Linked DNA regions of Gossypium raimondii: region 1 is linked to region 2. The links are chromatin contacts, called in public Hi-C maps. All regions are on one chromosome and are shown on one strand. The core of a region is the stretch at or near the end of the contact, and the rest is flanking DNA. Distances in the headings are between cores, read along the strand shown. Region 1 has its middle 5.8 kb from the start of LOC105783298. Region 2 holds the start of LOC105783732 (expansin-A10).

Region 1 (2,837 bases), core at 332-2,831, 67 kb after region 2:
TTTTTTTGGCTTTTTTTCTCCCAATTAAACTCTATTTTTTAGTTTCCCACTTAAAATTTGATTAGGGTAGGTTAATTTATTATTTTCCCACTTAAACTCTGATTAGTGTAGGTTATTGTAATATTATTTGATCTACAAATTTAACCTATAAATATGATTTTTTTTCCACCTAAAAAAAATTTAACCTTATTAAAAATTTAACCTTATTGAAAAAAAGTTTTCCCTAATTTTTTTTCAAAAGCCCAAGCTTTCATTTGTAGACACCTAATGAAGTGTCTTCAACAAGACTATGGAAAAGCACAAATATGCACTCGCGAATCAGCAAAAAACACGTCAAAAGTGGCAAATGCAACTTCGTATTAGTAATCCATCTGCAAATAAACATGTGTCTCACCCAAATTAATTAGAGAAACCTTCTATCCTTCTTATCCCTTAGAATTGCTTTTCTCGACTCTCAATACCATTAAGTGAACTCCGTAATTATGTATTAATGGTGAGTTTGGATGGGCTTTGGGTTGCGGTGCAGTGTGTTTAATTTACTTTTTACACTAATCACAAATAAACACACCGCCCATCCAAATTCACCCTAAAAAATACAGGTCTTAAAACCTTTTATTTTACTTTTAAATTAGTTGTACTTGAATGATCTTCCTCCCTATATCTATATCACCCTTTTTTAACAGTTAAAAGTAATTTAAAAAAATGGAGAAAGTAAGGTTGGGTTTATTGATGTGTTAGATTGGTATTAACCTGAATTCTAATGATGAGAAATCCTTAGATATCACATCCAAAATTTCGACCAAGTGTATGTGCAAGTATTTGACATTCGTGATAACTCCTGTCATGATGGGTAAGAAGTCTTTGGCACGTAACTCATCCAAACATCGCGTTTACAGTCATAAAAATCTTTGCTACGTTGGTCCCATGAAAAGTTCTGTTTTTTACTAGCTGTCGGCTTCTTTAAAACCAGGCTTTTTTTGTCACATTATATATAGTGTTGGTTTATTTAATATATCAAAATATATTATACCAAGTCATATTAATCTTACATTTTTAATTTCTATTGATTTTTATTTATGGTTGGGAATGAATAGGTTGGGGTGATTCACCCAACTTGGTAGGCTTATATTTGTATTGATTGATTATGGATATAATTTTTATTTTAATCTGGATCAATTATAAACATATAAGAAGTAAAAAATTAAAAGTTGAACCGGATATACTAAATTTAAATTTATAGAAGAAGAAAAACATTGAGATGAGATTGCGACCTCGACCAACCAATAGAATGGTTCAAATCCAAGAGTAGGAGTTTGTGTCATTTTGGCAAATTGAAAGAAAATGACAAGGGTTTTAATGAACATGGGTAGGGAACCCTAGCAATGATTCCAACAGGACCCAATTGCAAAGAACGGTGGTCGCCTTGAAAAGGAATGGCAAACATCAAATAAGGACCGACAATGAAGGATTCGGGTTGTGTCATGTAGCAATGTGCAATTGTCTAGGGTCATACCAACAGACCACATGAAACAATGGTCCCAAGAAATAGACCACAGTAAAATTTTTCAAAGGCTTGGGCCGGGTTTTATTTTATTTTTTATTTTCTCGTGTTAAAAGTATGGAGATGCGAGGGTTATCCCCACACCACATGGGATACAAGTTGGGGTTCATAAAGTGGGTAACGTCATGCATCAACACCATGGATGTGAACCCTTGGCTGCAACTCTTGCAACAGATAACACGGGGTAGCCGTTTTCTTTGTATTTTTTTTTCTCTATACAAAAGTGAGTTGTTGAGGAATGTGGGGTATTTGAATATAGATTAAAAAGGGTGGTCATAGTTCATGGATTAGAGGTGGTGGCAACGTTTTCTGAGAAGCCAAGTTGGGGCAATTTGGCTGACGAGGGATGATTGTATTTTATCACTCATAGCAGTTGGGGATCATTTCTTGTTGAGTTTGGGATTCATCCCTCACCCTATCTATACAAAAAAGAAATTATATTATAACATGATAAATCGTATCAATTATATCTAGAAAAAAGTAAGATGAAAAACGGAATCACATATACAAACTTTTTGAATATCATTTTCTAGAGATAATTGTATAAACATGTTGAATCGTCAACGTCAACGGTTCACGTTTTAATTATTTCTATATATGGTAAAATATTACTCAAAAATGATAATTATTTGATAAATTGATACATACAAAATTGATTCTACCATGTATCCTTAAAGTAAATTTAAAAAATTATATTCATGCCGTCGACAAGTGCAACCACTTTCAAGACCAGCTACCCCTTAGCGCTCTCCCTCCCTCCTTTTCCAGCAGTGGGGGTGCTTAGAGGCTAGGGTTTTTAGTTGAGGCTGGGGTTTGGCCCATTTTAAGTATATTGGAGGGGGGTTGTATTTATATTTCTTTTCTAGTGAAATCTAAATGTTTGCAAGGAAGAAAATAACTGCATAGATCAAGTAGTAGGTTAAATCCGTATTCAACTTCTCTACCGATTTTAATTTGTGGGCTTAAGATTTTCATGGGTCCTAGGCGGAGACAATAGTGCCTTAATTGTTGAAAGTTTGGGATGAAGTGACAAAGTAGTAATTCAGATTCGGCCCGCAATATGTTCTTTAGGATGGGGAGCTTAAAAACCTATTAATGGACATTTTTCAGGCCCACTAATTTATTATATAAAACTTCAAAGATGGAATCAAAAACTTCTAACGCAAATTCCACCAAGCAAGTTTCTGAAACCCAAAAGTTAATGGAAGTAGGTAGAAATAAGGTTTTCCCGGTAGCACGTAAGTCCCCGCATGGCAATTCGTAAACTACTACTACA
Region 2 (2,700 bases), core at 192-2,691:
AAAATTTGGCCTAAATTATGTTAAAAAGGAAACAATCCAAAGCCCAAAATTTGTGCAGGTTAATTAATATTTTTATCTAATGCAATAAACATGGGATTATAAATCAGAAATTCAGTTTTTCATTACTAGTGGAAATTGCAAATTTACAATTTTCTCATCATACAAATGAAAGCCAAATAACACTCTTCAGCCAAAGCAGCTTACAAGAAATGCAAATACAAAGCCAAAACAAAATGCAATGGTGGCGGGTGGTAAAAGTCCACCTCTGCCCTTACAAATACTTTGTTGAAAAACTGATAAAGGGGCTATTTTCAAAATAAACCCTTCACATTAATATAGTATAATCTACTAGCTAGATATACTAAAAAGTCAAGCTAGTTAATTGGTATATATTGTATTTAATTGATAAGGCTAAGATAATAAAGATGGGTGTTTTCTTCGTTCTTTTCTCTAGCGGAATTGGCCGCCAGTGAAGGTCTGCCCAAAGGACCAGCCAGATGGGGCAACATTGTTGGAGACCACGGTACGGCCATCACTTGTTGTGACCTTAAATGACAGGCTTTGCCCGTTGAGGTAGTTGTTGCTTTGCCAGTTCTGGCCCCAGTTCCTGGACATGGGTTGCCAACCAGTCCTGGAACCCTTGATGGCCACCGCATGTACGTCACCGGCACCGCCGACGTTGCTGATGAGGACTAGGTTGAAGTAGGAGTGGCCGTTGATTGTGAACCTTATCCCTCCCTTTCTCCTGCATGGTACCCTGCAGTACCAAATAGTCAGTTAATGCCTGTTAAAAACATGCTCACTATTGACCTTTATTATTATTATTATTACTTCAAATGAAGTTACCTTCTGTAAGAAACAGGCACAATTCCAGCTTTGTACTGAGCAATGTGTTGGAAGACAGGCTGAGAAAGGTCAAAGTGTTGCAGGGGAGGGTTGCACCACCCACCAGCATTGTTTGGGAGAGCATTGTTTGGAGGGCAGAAATTGGTAGCAGTGACCACAATGGAACCAGGCAGGCACCACTTGCCATCATTCACACACTTAATCTCATAGCAAGACCCACAGCTAAGCCCATTGTTGAACAGAGCTGTGCTCAAAGCTGCAGTGTTTGTCCCATATCCCTGGCTATACAGGTTCCCATAACCACAAGCACCACCTGCAAAATCAAAACTTAAAGAGTTTAGTCCATTAAGCCAACCATTGTACCCTAAAAGTTGGCTCAATTTGGGGGGGAGGGGCAGGCATACATACCCATTGTGCCTGAAGCATCACTCCCACCATAGAAAGTAGCATGAGCATTAGTCCATCCACCACCATATCCATGAACAGCTGAGACCATTGAAAGTAAACCCAACAAGAAAAACCCAGCAAAAGCCATTTTTGTCTGCACACAAGTAGTGAACTTTGAGAGAAAATGTGAGGCAGTTGAGTGAAGGAAATAGAGAGGGGGGAAGGGGGTTTTATAGAATTTAAGGCCACAGTTAACTTACAACTAAAATTAACTACCACTTTTCAGCTATTGGGGACCAATAATGCAAAACGCCAACCCTTTTTTTAGAAAAGGAAAATAAAAGGGTCCAAAAAGGTAGAATATTATGATACTGAAAAATAATTAATAAAACGCCATCCAAGTTTTTTCAATTGCTTAATCTCGGACATACGTATGTCCTTAATCATACAGTATGTTCATTATATTTTATAGTCATTTATTCAATAATAAAAATACATGTTTTTTAACTTTGTTAAATTGACCCAAGAAAAAAATAGTACAATTTCAGCAGAACAACAAAAAAAAAAAAAAAAAGCAACGGCACATGCAATGCAAGGTTAGAAAGGGTGTGTTTCCTATGCTTGAAAATTGAAACCGCGTGGTTTTTGTAGTTTTCTAAATGGGAAATTGCCCTTAAATATAGTGAATAGGTCCCTGTCTATTGAAAGGACTAGCAAAATAGTTTTTTTTACTTTTACTATTTAAAATGCTTTAATTTCTTATTGTGTTTCCATTTTGCAACAGTGGGTAAATTTTTTTCCCTAATTTTACAGTATGAATGGTTTTTTTATTAGCTGGCCCAAAGCACATGGTTCATTTGTAAAACATCAATTTTCAAAAAGGGACAAAAGAAAAAATAATTGTTTTGTTTTATTTTTCTTAAAAACATTAAATGAGCTTCTTCTTTTTTATGGCACTGGCCACTGTCTGCGGCCGTTAAATAGGACTTAAACTAGGGTGGAAGAATTTAATACCCAAATCTTTCTTTGGCTACACTTATTTAATTCGATTTATTGACTTCCTATTCTTTTTTTTTTTTTCAATTTTTAATATTTTTTATATTCGATTTATAGTTAAAAGAAGAGTGTTGTTGTCCCTTCCAATAATAGTGTATCTATGCAAAGCACATACGCAAATAACGAAATTGATGTGCACTTTGATTCTTTTTATTTTTATTTTTATTTCTTAATGTACCATTAAACATTGATTAATTATATTCAATGAGTAAAATTAGAAGTATTCATGGGTTAGGTTTAGGTCTTGTTTCAAAGAAAATTTAGATTTACACTCAGCTCGATACACTCAAATGGTTCGTTTTATGGTTAAAAAAATAAGAATAAATTGAATTATAAAAATATATAATTGATAATATAAAATTATTTTTATATTTTTTATCATTTTTAAATAGTGAAACGAATTGGATTGGA

Evidence for each region. A called contact is a pair of places that touch in the nucleus more often than the background predicts.
Region 1: a contact with region 2 is called in a Hi-C map of leaf, with 2.3 times the contacts expected there. The contact joins the enhancer-like site here to the promoter of LOC105783732 in region 2. A contact is called at or near these places in 2 of 2 Hi-C or Micro-C datasets (both in leaf).

Annotation. Positions count from the first base shown.
Region 1 is chr13:13,177,245-13,180,081 of ASM2569854v1, forward strand. No RefSeq gene overlaps it. Among protein-coding and RNA genes, the nearest start is that of LOC105783298, 5.8 kb to the right of the region's middle. Within about 2 kb of position 1,582, the one cell type or tissue checked has open chromatin away from gene starts, as enhancers often do. A contact at or near this core is called in leaf, where this site is marked.
Region 2 is chr13:13,110,215-13,112,914 of ASM2569854v1, forward strand. LOC105783732 (expansin-A10) reads right to left here and starts at 1,442. Exons shown (of 3, transcript XM_012609348.2): 1 at 1,255-1,442; 2 at 847-1,159; 3 at 97-757. The coding sequence starts at 1,381. The coding sequence ends at 451.